Linked DNA regions of Sus scrofa: region 2 is linked to region 1. The links are chromatin contacts, called in public Hi-C maps. All regions are on one chromosome and are shown on one strand. Each heading gives the region's core, a stretch centred on a gene start, on an enhancer-like site or on the middle of the called end of the contact. The rest is flanking DNA. Distances are from core to core; before and after follow the strand shown. Region 1 holds the start of FLNB (filamin-B). Region 2 holds the start of RPP14 (ribonuclease P protein subunit p14).

Evidence for each region. Hi-C and Micro-C count contacts between places; a contact is called where the count stands out from the background.
Region 2: a Hi-C map of alveolar macrophages shows a contact between it and region 1, with 2.1 times the contacts expected there. The contact joins the promoter of RPP14 here to the promoter of FLNB in region 1. A contact is called at or near these places in 3 of 5 promoter capture datasets (fetal liver, fetal skeletal muscle and liver) and 6 of 47 Hi-C or Micro-C datasets (alveolar macrophages, embryonic fibroblasts, fetal heart ventricle and 3 more).

Annotation. Positions count from the first base shown.
Region 1 is chr13:39,785,413-39,792,852 of Sscrofa11.1, reverse strand. It overlaps FLNB (filamin-B), which reads right to left and starts at 3,594. Exons shown (of 46, transcript XR_002337597.1): 1 at 2,664-3,594.
Region 2 is chr13:40,056,310-40,063,895 of Sscrofa11.1, reverse strand. RPP14 (ribonuclease P protein subunit p14) reads right to left here and starts at 1,718. Exons shown (of 6, transcript XM_021069098.1): 1 at 1,450-1,718. LOC100515579 (hydroxyacyl-thioester dehydratase type 2, mitochondrial) reads right to left here and starts at 1,747. Exons shown (of 5, transcript XM_021069097.1): 1 at 1,450-1,747.

The sequences.
Region 1 (7,440 bases), core at 2,345-4,844:
TTGGCCAGGATTGGGGCCAGGCCTTAACCCTTCCAGGGACTTGCCGAAAGCAAATAAAGACAAAGAAACCAGAACTGGAGGTGATTCAATGAAGTGATCAATGGAACACACTAAAGGCCTAGCAGCTGCCCCCAAACGGGAGCTCCTATCCTTGTCAGCACAATGCAACATAGCATAAGCACTGAATGCCTGAACTGAGGTCCACCTGGATGTGAATTTTTTTCTGAAGGGCCTTTACCCAGCACAGCCCCAGGGAAGAGGCCTCAGGCATTACCCTCTTAGGAGTCCTGGCACTTGGCAAGTCTTTCTCAGCCTCCAGAGGCTGGAAAACCTGTTTGTTGGAAGATCTTTCTGGAGAACAACTAGGCAGCCAATGATAGGAGTCATAAATGGTCACACCCTTTGACCCAGAAATGCCACTCTGGGGAATAGGATCCAAGAAATCATTTAAAAGGAGAAAATAGGAGTTCCCATCATGGCACAGCAGAAATGAATCTGACTAGGAACCATGAGATTGAGGGTTCGATCCCTGGTCTCGCTCAGTGGGTTAATAATCTGGCGTTTCTGTGGCTCTGGCGTAGGCTGGCAGCAATGGCTCTGATTAAACCCCTAGCCTGGAAACCTCCATATGCCGCAGGTGCAGTCCAAAAGACAAAAAAAAAATAAAGAAATAAAAGGAGAAAATAAAATAAAACAATATAAATTGTGGTGGGAAGAGGTCCATAGCAAGAAGCTGCCAACAATCCACAGGCCACAACTGGGGAAGGGGAGGCTAACCCTGGAATGTCAGGAAAAGGGAAGAAGCTATGGCCTGGGTGGGTTCAGGAATGAAAATCACAAGGATCAAGTAGAAACATGTAAGGGACCAGACAAACTCTAGAATGAGACCCTCAATTTCAGGGCACCAAAGGGAAGCCATGCGGGAGGCAGCTGCAGACTCTGTCAACAGTTGGTAAAGTGGGCAGTCCAGGATTTTCTGGTGCTGTGGTCTGATGTTTGTTTTGGTTTTTAAGATTTCTTGCCATGCATGTTTGGATACTCCTGGTTTACTTTAAGTTTCTTTGTTCAGTTAATTAAATAAATACACATTTTTCAGGCAAAGAACAAGGGATCCAAGTTGAGCCCTGTAGCCCTGGAGATTCCTCAGTGGGAAAGCTGGTTTCTGAAAAGGAAAGAATTCCAGGAGAAATCTGAGGTTCCCCCTTCCCTCATTACAGAAGATGGGCCCCCAAAAGAAGAGAGCATGCCACACAGCTTCCTTGTGCAGGGAAGCCACCCTCCAGAGGGAGGCTGACGGGGCGGTGGCTGCTGCCTGGGCCCAGGAAGCAGCCCCACCTGCCAGGACAGGTGTGGGGGAGGGTGGGGAGAGGATGAGGAGACTCAGCCCAGAGGGAACCCCTTTTAGGCTGGAAAGTCCCAGCAGTCACACCCAATGCCCCTCCTTCCTGTCAGGGGGTTAATAGAAGGCCTGGCCTCCTCAAGAAGGGACCCTAGACCCAGGCCTGGGCCAGCTGCTCAATGGCAAGAGGCTCACCTGGCAGAACATGCATACAATGTATGTGCACACCACGCTGTGCACAGACTGCACATATACTCACAAACGCACACTACACACCCCTGACTCCTACCCTTACAACCCACACCCTCAGCAGCCTTATGACCCTGCGGGAAGCCCTCCACTAGCCCTGGTCCTAGCGGGGACCTCACCCTCATCACTCCTCCCCAGCCTTGGGGGGAGAGGAACCCAACGCCAACTCCCTCCCTCCTCTCAGGAAGACCCTGGTGTGGGGAGGGCGGGGAGAGGAAGGCCAAGTCTCCTTTAATTGTCACCCGCTTCCTTCAATTCTCGGCTAGACCCTCTCTACTTCCATAGCCCTGGGCAAGCCCGTTAACCCTCTGGACCCTCTTGTCTTACACGCCCCAACTCACGGGGTGTGTAAGGACCGAGTTAACAGGAGGCTGTTGGCACACAGCGCGCACTAGCTCCCTACAAGCGGCCGCTACCGCCGCCGACTCTCAATAGTATCTTCAGAGGCGAGAGCTGGCTCAGCTCGCAGCGCGGGGCCAGAGCGAGCGCGAATGCCACACCCCCGGGCTCCCCTTCCGGAGACGGCGAGGGAGGGTCCCAGGCCCCCGTCTCCACCTAGGCGGCAGGGCCCCAGTTTCGGAGCACACTCCCTCCCCAAGGCCTCCGCACCTGGCCTCCGAGCCAACGCCCATCAGGCGACCGCCCAGCGCATCGGCCTGGGCGCAGCTGGGCGAGCGCTCCAGGGAGCGTCTGACTAGGGCCCCACCCCCGGGGACTGCCGACCAGAGGTTTCCAGTCCCCCAGCTTCCGCAGGGGCACCCCAAGTGCCACAGCCCGCACTCCCCCCAAGCGGCCCCAACATGAACCCTCAACCCATCGCCCGCCAAAGGCGCACGGCCCCGGCGCAAGGCAAGGAACTATCACTGTAAGACAGCACCCCAGGGAACGGCATGCAGGAGGGTGCCTAGGTCCCCTTTGTCCTCACCCCCACCCACCCCGGCCTCTGTGCCCACATCCAGCCGGTGGCTGCTGGACGCGGCGGAGGCGCGCGACAGGGAGCCTCAGTCTCCTCAGGGGCGCACGCGCGGGGGCGCGAGAAGTACACGCCGGCGCACGGCTCGGCCAGGGCACTCACCGATGGACACGAGCTTGATGTTCTCACGGTCCAGGAACTCGAGCGCCACGGACACGTTCTCAAGCTGCATCTGGCGGAAGGTGGGCCGCTGGTGGTACTTGCGGTACATGTGCTTCTGGCTAAGCACCTCCAGCAGCGCGATGAGCCGAAGCCCGTCGCTCAAGTCGGTCTGCAGGTTTCCGATGCGTTTGTTCACGCACTTGAGGTGCTCGTTGCACCAACGCGTGAACGTGTTCTGCTGGATCTTCTTCCAAGGCGCGTCCTCCGCCAGATCCTTCTCGGTTACCGGCATCTTGGCGGCGGGGAGAGCGCTATGAGCAGTGAGCTGCCGGGGACTGGCGTCGGGAGGCCCAAGGGCCGGGGGAGCGAAAACCAAAGCGGAGCGGGAGCGGGGCTCGAACTCGCTGCTACCAAAGCCGCGGCCGGGACTGCTCTGCGCCCGCCTGCCCCTGGCCGCGCGAGGCGCCTGGCCCCGCGCCTGCGCACTGAGACGACCCGCCCCTGAAGCTCCGCCCCGTCCCGACCCTCTGGCGGGAGTTCCCGGGTCACGCTTGCCCCCTGCAGCTCCAAATGAGCACTGCGCCCTGCGAGCTGCAAGGCGTCCGGGACCGGCGCTCGGTGTTCATTGCCTCTGCAGAAGAAAGCTAGGCAGGAGATGTCCGGCTACTCAAGAGGAAGGTCACCAGGTCCCATAGTGAGGGCACTTGCAGAAGTAGGGATCTGGGCTGGACGGAATGGACAGGGACGACGGCGTAGATCACAGGGAATGGAGTTGGTGCAGAAGGTACTTTTTCCATCTAGGTTCAATAAGATTCCATAAGGATTTTTATTGAGTTCCTGCTGTGCCAGGCACTATGTTAGGTCCTGGAGGACATCGTGAAAGTAATGGACATTTTACTTTTCATATTAATTAAACTCGTATGAATTGTCAGTCACAGTATTTATTGAGTGCCTACTGCGTGCTAACCTTCCTAGAGCTTGCCAACCAATGATAAGACAAACTTATAACTTAACCTAGACTTCATAGACTAATATATGAGAAAAATATAAAACCATCACAAAAAGCTTAATGGCAGTGATACAAATGAATGATAATTTACTGTGTGTATTAGTTTCCTAATGCTCCTGTAACAAATTACCAAAGCTCTGTTTTTAAAAAACAAAAACACACATTGTTATCTTGCTTTTTTTTAGTTTAGAGTCCCTCACTTGTCTCACTGAGCTAAAATCCAGGTATTGGCAGGATGCATTTCTTTCTGGAGGCTCAAGGGAAGAATCCATTCCCTTGCCCTTTCCAACTTCTGGAAGCTTCCTGAATTTCTTGGCTATGTCCTCTTCCTCCATCTTCAAAACCAGCCACATCAGGCTGAGTTTTTCTACACTGTTATCTCTCCCATTCTCCATAGTCACATCTTCCTCTAATTATCTTAAGGATCCATCTGGGAAGAGGCATTGGGCAGAATGAATGTCAAGGGCTTCCAGCTGTGGAAGAAGCCAGCAGATCTGTGGTTGGGATGCTCTATAACAGGTCATTTGTAAACAAGGTAAAGTGCTTTCTTCTGACAGATTGCCTCACTCACTGGAAATGCTCAAAACAGCCTTGAGGGAGAGAAGGTATTATTACCTGGCCCTGACCCTAGCCCATTGTTGAGATCAATAATTTTTTGAAGGCTCATTCCCCTCTTGAGTGATTAAGTGAAGAGATTTGCTGGAGGTCAGTTGGTAAGGACTGGATAAAGCTGAACTTGAACCTAGGTCTAACTCCAAAGTATGTACTACACCTAAAAGCCCCCATGCTCTTCCCAGCTTGGGCCTTGCCTTTGTGAGTAGCAGATTCACCAGTAGGCAGTGTTGGTAATGTTACCTACCCCGTGCCCAAGGGTTCTTGTTCCTCATGCTTTCTTCCACCCAAAGGCACTCATCAAAATGTATCAGCCAGGGCCTCATTCCCAAAGGGACATCCTCTCTGCTATTAGGTGAGACTGGGACTAATGCGATCACTTCAGCTCACTCAGCAGCTGATAATGCACCAAAGTTCTTTTTTTGGGGGGGGGGGCACACCCGCAGCATATGGAGGTTCCCAGGCTAGGGGTCTAATTGGAGCTGTAGCCGCCAGCCTATGCCAGAGCCACAGCACCTCCGCTCCGAGCCACGTCTGCGACCTACACCACAACTTACAGTAATGCCGGATCCTTAACCCACTGAGCAAGGCCAGGGATCAAACCCAAATCCTCATGGATGCTAGTGGGATTTGTTAACTGCTGAGCCATGATGGGAACTCCTAAAGTTCTCCTTTCTTATGAGATATTTCTGTTTTCACCAGACCTTGACACGAATAACTAAATTTAAGTTCTGCATGTAAATTAATATCCAGTCCACTTCACTCTGAGTGAGACATCCTTGTCTTAGGATGTGTCTGGTGAAACTCTCCATCCAATTAGAAGACACTTAAGAGTTCACTAGAAAGCAGTTTATGCGGAGTGACCAGGACTCAGCAACCATGATGGAGCATGATGGAGGAGGGTAGCCTTAGTGACAAGGTCTTTAAGTGGCCCTTTATCAATATTTGATAAAAGATGAGGGCCAAACACCTCAAGGCATGCATTTTTGCAGGGAGCATTTTAACTGCATTCTACAGGTTTGCCTGACAAAGACAATAAATACCAAATCTTCACAATAGCCAAGACATGGAAGCAACCTAAATGTCAATTGACAGATGAATGGATTAAGAAGATGTGGTATGTATACACAATGGAATACTACTCAGCCATAAAAAGAACAAAATAATGCCATTTGCAGCAACATGGATGGAGCTAGAGACTCTCATACGAAGTGAAGTCAGAAAAAGAAAGACAAATACCATATGATATCATTTATATCTGGAATTTAATATAGGGCACAAATGAACCTTTCCACAGAAAAGAAATTCATGGACTTAGAGATCAGACTTGTGGTTGCCAAGGGGGAGGAGGAGGGAGTGGGATGGACTGGAAGTTTAGGGTTAATAGATGCAAACTATTGCATTTGGAGTGGATAAGCAATGAGATCCTGCTGTATAGCACAGAGAACTATATCTAATCACTTGTGATGGAACAGGATGGAGGATAATGTGAGAAAAAAGAATATATATATATAAATACAAAATCTTGGAGGTCCCTCGTGGCTCAGTGGGTTGAGGATCCGGTATTATCACTGCTGTGGCACAGGTTTGATCCCTGGTCTGGAACTTCCACATGCCATGGGCATGGCCAAAAAAAGAGCGGGGGTGGGGGGTTGGTAAGGAAAAGGAAACAGGTGAAACTAATTATAAATTTTAACCAAAGTTAGACTGACCAACTATCCTGGTTTGCCCAAGATTAAAGAATTTCCTAATATGCAGGCCTTTCATTGCTAAAAGTAGGAAAGCCTCTGGCAAACCAGAACAAGTTGATTAGCCTCCCTAATATATTCAAAAGGTTATCCTTTCAACTTACCATCCCTATTTTTAAATGTTTTTATGTATTTCCTTTTGGGGGTTACTGTCTTCAAAATCTGATGTGAATTTTATACTTAAAGTGTATCTTAAATCAGACCTGGCGCATTGCCCAAGCTCAGGAGCTGCCTTTGGCTGCTGGTGGCAGTCATACCAGACAGTGCAGGCATAGAGATATGCTTGATATAGAAATCAACCAGTTAATGAGCTGGAAACCCATAATGCTCTCCCCAGGATCCTGACCTTATGAAACCTTCCTCCACACTTTAGGAACCCCAGCCCTGTGAGAGGGGTTCCAGGTGAACCTGCTTTCTGAGGTTTCTGAACATCTTGGAGTCCACAGCTAGGGTAGCATGTCAAGATATTCATAACAGTAAAAATAGTAGAAGTGATAATAATAATAGAAGCTTCTGTCATTCTTCTCTAATCATCACAACAAATCCAGGAGGTGTTATTATTATCTCCATTTTACAGGTAACAAAACTGAGGTGGAGAAGGGTAGTCAAAGACCTAAGATCACAGAGTGAGAAACACTGGATACTAAGGAAGGGCTAAGAAAGACAATAGTCATGATTAAATGCAGGGCCTGGGCTGCCCCTGACTTTGATTCCTTACTTGCAACCTACATCAACAATATACCTCTTAGGAGTTTTGACAAGTGAGAAGCTATGTGTAGAGCACTTAGCATGTACTTTTCTGCCAAGAGAGCTGATGCTGCTGTGGTTATTGTGATGATGACGTGAGTAGACAACAAAGAGCGAAGACTGGAAATTCCAGGTTTAGAAGCCCACTTTCCAAAGGGAACAGAGAGGAAGAACCAGGACTTGCAAAATGAATTTATGTCCTCCCCAGATGCATTTATGTCCTTTCCCCCAGGGTGGAGGCCTTCTCAGTTGTAATTTTACACCAATGTCATACCCTGCCAGCAAGAAAGAGAAGCAAAATATAAAGAGACAATTTGCTCTGTCTCCACCCTTTAGAGGAAAAGGAGCTTGTTGTCTCAGCAGCTGCCTGGAGAAGCAGGAGGGTTCTCTCTCCACCGCCAACCCTGACTGCACAGGTCCCAGGTCTCTCTGGCGGGGAGAGGGGGAAGGGGTGCTAGGAGAACTGGCCTTCCCCAAAAGGGGTGGCAAAAGGTAGTGGCATTTTGCAGGCTCAGAGGCTCCACCTGTCAGCCCTGCCCTGAGTTAAGGTGGGGGCAACTGGTAAGCAGGCTGCTAGGAGAAGTCATAGACCTTCACCCCAACTCTCCCACTCACCCACTGGCTAAGGTGGAGATCAGAATGGGCAGAGCAGTGTGCGTGA
Region 2 (7,586 bases), core at 469-2,968, 270 kb before region 1:
CTCAGAGTGACAGCACCGCCCTCTGCAGGTTGTCCTGAAACTAAAGGAGATGATGCCTGGGAAGCCCTCCCTACAGCCCAGTATATTCATTCACCAGGCTCACTGGGAAAATGTGAACACTTCTAAGTGGCTGTCATTATCATCATCTCTGAAGCCGGCCTTTTTGATGGCTGCAAGGATGCTCATTACCTTATCTATTAGCAGTAGATGTCCCTGCTTCCCTCCCTAATCTAACCGGGTGACCCTATTAAAACCTTAATAAGCCCCTTTCCTCAAGGCTTGAAGCCTTGAGTAAAGCCAAAGTCTTTACATCTAAGGTCCAACCTGATCTGTACCATTGCTTCCTCCCATCCCTCTGACCTCCTGTCCTACCACTCTCCTCTGCTCAGTCTCTTCTACCACACAGGCCTCCTAGCTCTTTCCCTCCCAGCTTTTCCATTCGCTGAAAATACTCTTCCTCCAGACAGCCACATGGTTCATTCCCTTGCCTCCTCCATAGCTTTACTCAATTTCACCCCTCAATGTGTTCCAGTGGCATTTCTATCTAATGTCACCCCCCCACGCCACTGCTCTATTTTTTCCTCAGAGCATACACCACTCTGTAGGTATACAGAACATAACTATGAAATCCACTTATTTTTTGGAGGGGTGGGGTGCGTTGGCGGCGAGGGGTTAGTTCTGGGGTCGAACCACCCCATAGCAGTGACAACACCAGATCCTTAACCCGCTGAGCCACCAGGAAACTCTGAAATTCTTTAATTCTCGTCTGCACTCCGCCCTGCTCCTCCCCCCTCCCACCCCGGCCTTACCAGAATGTACAATCCAAAGAGAAACAGGCATCTTTCCCTTGTTTTCTGCTGTTTCCCAGGAGGCTAAAACAGTGCATCACATACAGTAGGCACTCAGTATGTAATTACAGGACATAAACGATATAAAAATTTTAAAAAGCTCGGTCCTCTACTGTTTGGAGATTAAATTGTTAAGCTATCAGCCACTTAGGCTGGTGTTTTGTTTTATTTTGCTTTTTAGAGTTGCACCTAAAGCATATGGAGGTTCCAGGTTAGGGATCGAATGGAAGCTAGGGCTGCCAGCCTTACACCACAGCCACAGGAACGCAGTATCCTTAACCCACTCACTGAGCGAGGCCAGGGACCGAACCAGCAACATAATGGTTACTAGTCGGATTCGTTTCCACGCTGCCACAACAGTGGAACTCGACACCTGAACTGTTTTAAACAATAAGTAAAGCAGGCTAACTTTTTTCGATGACCGTCGGCGTCGACTGGGCGCCCACCTGGGGCCGAGTGCATGCCCCCTGCACATGTGGTCCCGTTCAGTCCTCCCGCCGCCCTCTGCAAAAAAGACCACGTTGTACAAAAGCCCAAGGAGATTCTCAGCACCGCCTCGCCTTCGGCCTGGGGCGCTGAGCGACCTGAGCTGTATAGGTACCTCAGGCGTCTCCGCGCTGCCTGCCGTCGCTCCCGCCTTGCGCGTGCCTTCCTGGCGCGCGCATCCACGCGTCACTAGCGCGGCCAACTAAGTCCACTGCCGGAAAACAGCCACGCTACTACGTACTTCCGTCTACCTGCTCTCCGAGAGATTAGCCTGACTCCTATTCACTGCAAGAATCCCTCAAGGCTTGGAACCTCTCGGCAAAGGCTGGAGCCTAAGCACGAACTAGAAAACTCCGGGGTCTTTACGTTTGGCTTCTGTCTGCCCCGACCCCGGATGCGTGACGGCTCGGGCGGATATGACGTCACAGCGCGGCGTTTTCCCGAAGGACCCGGGCGTGACTCGGGATCTGAAGCTCGCCAGGCTTAGCGCCCTCTCGTGCCCACTCAGCCTCTGGTGCGGCAAGCCGTGTGTGACTGAGGGCGTATTCAGACTGAGAGCTTTTTTCTTAGTCATTCATTTACTCAGGTATTCATTCGTTCAGAAAAATTGTATCTAGCATTTCTTCTGCTGAGCATCTCCTATGTAAAGTATTCCCCAAGGGCAAGACCCGTTCTCAGTGTCTCTTTTGGCTCATAGCACATAGTTTTTCTGTCTGGATTGACATGAAAAGTCCCAGATAGCCCTATTTCCAAATCTAAGACAATAGTTTCATTTATTCGTTTATTAAATAAGTACTTACTGAGCCCGTATTATGTGCTAGATGTTGGAAACAAAAGATAGGGCACTTGTATTCATGAAATAAACAAAACCCCATACAGTGTGGATTAATAATAATAGTAGTATTAATAGCTAATATTAATCAAATGCTTACGTATGCCAGGCACTATTAGCCTTTCAAGCGGCAAGCAGTCGAACTTAGGTTCGGTGGTAACAGCCTCCTCCAGTTAGACATGTGTCTGTGTCTAGGTATGCACATACATACATAGACACATAAGTATAATGTCTAGATGGGTCCCAAGGGGACTGATGGAGGAAGGATTGGGCTGTGTGGAGGGTGTAAGAGATCCTCACATTGTTTCAGCATTCGTTTTTGTTTGATTTCTTTTAAAGTGATAGGGCATCATTTTTATAATACTGATAGTAAGTAAAATTTAGGCTCCCAAGAGGGAGTCTTGGACCATACCCTTCTGCATGCCTCTCCTTTCACATGGAAGAATAGACTTCCTTAAGATGTCACCTCCCACCCCCATCTGCCAAGGTTGGAGAGAGGAGGTAGAAAATGCAGACTCAGGAGTTCCCGTCGTGGCGCAGTGGTTAACGAATCCTACTAGGAACGATGAGGTTGCGGGTTCGGTCCCTGCCCTTGCTCAGTGGGTTAAGGATCCGGCGTTGCCGTGAGCTGTGGTGTAGGTTGCAGACACGGCTCGGATCCCGCCTTGCTGTGGCTCTGGCGTAGGCCGGTGGCTACAGCTCCGATTCAACCCCTAGCCTGGGAACCTCCATATGCCGCAGGAGCGGCCCAAGAAATAGCAACAACAACAACAACAAAAGACAAAAAGACAAAAAAAAAAAAAAAAAAAAGAAAATGCAGACTCACTGTCCCTTATCTGCAATTCTAAAATCGAAGAAAAATCTGAAGACTAAATCTTTCTTCATTAGGTGCAATGCTTAATCTGAACCTAGGTGAAACATTTTGTAGCTTCTGTCCCATTTGCTGTGGATATGCACATTGTATACATCAGAAATATGGATACATTTGCTCATGTAAAGCAGCCCCAGGCCCCACAGGGGTGGGGGCGGGGGGTTATACAACCTATGGTATACATACCATAACAGCCCTCTAAAATCTGAGAATTTCTGGAGTTCTTGCTCTAGCACCACAGATTAAGAATCTGGCATTTTCTCTGCAGTGGGGGTTTGAACCCTGGCCTGCTGCAGTGGGTTGAGGATCAGGTGTTGCCACAGCTACGGTACAAGTTGAGTCTGCAGTTTAGATTCAATCCATGGCCCAGGAACTTCCATATGCTCTAGGTGTGGCCAAAAAAAAAAAAAAAAAAGCTGAAAATTTCTTTTTTTTTTTAATCTATATTCAAAGATTAACTTTATTTTTTTTACTTTTTTTATTACTCAAATGAATTTATCATATCTGTAGTTGTATAATGATCATAACAATCTGATTTCACAGGATTTCCATCCCACAGCCCAAGCACATCCCCCACCCCCCAAACTGTCTCCTCCGGAGACCATAAGTTTTTCAATGTCTGTGAGTCAGCATCTGTTCTGCAAAGAAGTTCAGTCTGTCCTTTTTTCAGATTCCACATGTCAGTGAAAGCATTTGATGTTGGTGTCTCATTGTATGGCTGACTTCACTTAGCATGATAGTTTCTAGGTCCATCCATGTTGCTAAGAATGCCAGTATTTCATTATTTTTAATGGCTGAGTAATATTCCATTGTGTATATGTACCACCTCTTCTTGATCCACTCCTCTGTCCATGGACATTTAGGTTGTTTCCATGTCTTGGCTATTGTAAATAGTGCTGCAATGAACATCGGAGTATGTGTGTCTTTGCGAGTCGTGGTTTTCTCTGGATAGATGCCCAGGAGTGGGATTGCTGGATCAAATGGTAGTTCTATTTTTAGTTTTCCGAGGAATCTCCATCCTGTTTTCCACAGTGGTTGCACCAATTTACAATCCCACCAACAGTGTAAGAGGGTTCCTTTTTCTCCACACCCTCTCTAGCACTTATTGTTTGTAGACTTTTTGATGATGGCCATTCTGGCTGGTGTAAGGTGGTACCTCAGAGTGGTTTTGATATGCATTTCTCTAATAATGAGTGATGTTGAACATCTTTTCCTGTGTTTTTTGGCCATCTGTATGTCTTCTTTGGAGAACTGTCTGTTTAGATCTTCAGCCCATTTTTTGATGGGGTGAAAATTTCTGAATTCAATAGCACATCTGGCTTTGAAAGATGTGGTAATGGATTGTAGACCTACAGTCACACTCATAGTTGCTCTTCAGTGACAGTTACCCAGTCCCAGCCAGCACTGACTTTGGGTCATGTTTTATTGTTACCTTAGTGCCACTTTCTTTCCCTAAGAATCCTTTCTTCTCCTCTCATTCCCTGCTGGAGCTTGGCAGCCTTCTAGGTGTGCCCTGAGGTTCCTAGTCATTTAACCCCTTGAGGGTTTAGAGGCCAAAGATGCAGAAACCAAGGAAAGAACAATTCCTCCAGGACCTGAGAGACAGGGACTGTCCTGTTGCTTGAAGGATGTCCATTCTCTCCCTCTCCCCCTGGCTAGGCTTATGATCCCACGAGACCTTCATCCCAGTTACAAACACTGGCAACCCCAGGCCCATATCCTGGCGATTTCCAGCTCAGAATGCAACAACACTTGGCCTCAGGGTAGCTGGGGTTACCAGGACAGCAGCCTCCGAACTGTTGCCCTCTGGCCCTGACCATGGCAGGTAATTTGAGGACATTGCCACTGTCCCACCTGTGACCACTCCCACTGCTTTTTTGCTTCCTTTTAGGGAATGGAGGGGTTCTGCAAACATCAACCAATTTGGGAGGGATGAGAAGGGGAGAGAGAAGTGGCTGATGGAAAAGCCCAGTCCATATGGTTAAAAGAGTGATGTAGGAAGATTTGAAAAATGAAGGATCAGAAGAGTCAGGCTTCCATCTGTTAGGGGAGTGTTGCTGTGTGTGCCTGTGCATATGGTGATGGAGACAGACAGATATTGAAACTGAACATAGCCCTGTGGGGCTCCTGGGAACAAAAGACTTTATGTGTCCCCCATTTGTCATTCTTAAGAAATCGGCCTCATTCAGCCACCATGACCTTCCCTGAGTTCCTAGGGTCAGGTTCAGACAGTTGCTGATCAGGGAAGGAAGGGGATGCAAAGACCAGGGAGGAACAGTCAAGAAAAAATAGTACAGCATTTGGGCAGGATCCTGGTTCCCTCTCAAGGGATACACATAATGATGTAGGCATCTTATACACTTAAAAGTTCTATTCCTTATGCTTCTTTAGAAATGAATACTTTAAAACTGAACAGCCTAGAGTCCTTCCTTGTCCTTCTCCCTGACTTCATTGCACCCTAAACACAATCACCCATAAACTAAAGATTAGGCAGCCTGAGCACAATTGCCCGTGGGTTAAAGATTATTAGTACTTGATGTTTTTCAGGAACTTTCCTATTTTGTTCTAATCTGTGATCAATATGCCCTTTTTACAAGTACAGTTATTCTAGGCAATAATCCAGAAGACCACTATCATGATCATGCCAGATCTCTCGACTCCAGCTTTGATGACTAAGATTCCCCCAAAGAAAGAAGAATGCCTGTTTGTCCCAATCCTGATTCCTATCTGAAAACCCGTTTTTCTCCTTTTTAGTATAAAACTCCTCACAATTCTTTCTAATGGGGGGCATAGTCTTGAAAGCATTAGCTTGCTGTGCTCCCACCCCTTGCCTGGCAAAGCAATAAAGCTATTTTTTTCTCCTTTACTCAAAACTCCGCCTCTGTGTTTCAATTCTGCACTGGCAGATGGAGGCCGAATTCTGACAGCAATAGGAGACAAAGTGATGAAACAGAGATGAGGCAAGAGGTGGGGGAAGAGAGATAGAGAAAGACCTAGAGATTTTTTCTGCAATGCTCCCAAACCTGCCAAAGAGTATTTCAGCAAACATTTCTGAAACAGACCGGATGAATTGCCACTTTTAGTAAAGACTTCTTGGTCTAATACTGTTGTCTAACCCAGGTTCATGCACCTGATGCACAGTAAGCCACACAAACTGAAACACTGGAATCTGGAGTAGAGAAAGAAAAAGAAAAGATGTTACTTTCGGGGTTTCTTGGTGGCAGAGCAGGCCAAGGAGCAAGTGTCACTGCTGTGGCTTGGGTTCAATCCCTGGCCTTGGCCTGGGAACTTATACCTGCCCTGGGTGTGGCCAAAAAGAAAAAAAAGATAAGAGTAGAGAAAGGTTTATTGCAGGACCAAGCAAGGAGAACCAGTGGTGCGTGTCCAAAAGACCCAAACTCTCCAAAGTCCTGAAGGGAATGGTTTTTAAATGCACCATCTCGGGTGAGGGCTTCAGCATGCATAACTTTCTTCCATTTGTTTGGTGGTGAAGTAACAGGGTGATGTTTCAGGAATCTCAGTCAACCTTCTGGTTCCAACCAATCTGGGGTCTAGTGCTTGTGCTCAGTGTATAGTCATCCTCCACCTGCGTGGGAGGGGGTCTTACTTCCATAGAACAACTCAGATATGGGTCAGATTGTTATTTATATTCCTTGAGGAGGAACTAGGACTCTGTTTTATTGCAGAACTATTGTTTCTTGACGGCTTTTCCTTTGTTTCTGCATTCCCTAATTAGTAACTGCTCGATCTGCTCTTTGGAACTCAGGGAAGGCCTAAGAGACAAGAAACAGGCTCTTCTCAATTCCTCCGCATCCCCCCCGCCACACCCAAATCCACTTTGGATAAACAATATCGATTACAATTTTGGGAGGGAGGAGGGTATCAACGAGGTGAATGAGCCCTTCCAGGGACAGAGTGACACCAGCTCTTGTTCGTAAAGAGGCTACATGGAAGGCAGACACCTCAACGTGCCGTTAGCTGGATGATGCCGGAATCCAGGGGGAATCCTCGAAGGAGGCTAGGCAATGAGAGGTCCTAAAAGTATTTGCTGAATGAAGATCTAGGTTACCTTCCACAGCTGAAGCCCAAGGTGTGGCCTCAGTGATCTGTGGTTGATGCTGTCACACACCAGCCTGGTCCAGGTGAGCCTACAGGCCCTAGGCTCTGCTGGAAGTTGAACAAGAGAGCTCCTGCCTGAATGGGTGAAAGCACTGTTTTTGCAAGTCACCTTCAATCATAAACAGAGAGTCTTTCCCCTACTTGTTATCTGTGTGACCTTGGGTGAGACATTTCACCTCTCTGAGCCTCGGTCTCCTTGGTGGTAAAATGGGTATACAGTGTCCTATTTCCCTCTCAGGACTGAGTGCAAGCTGGATAAGGTGATACACGGAAAACACTTAGAACAGCACCTGGCACATTTATCCAACTCAGTCGTGTACTTTACATAATCCTCTCCCAGTACTTGCTGGAGATCTGATCTCCTTTGCACAAAGCATCAAGTAAGGTTCCCTGAGATGGGGATATCTTCAAATAGAAGGGACTGACACAG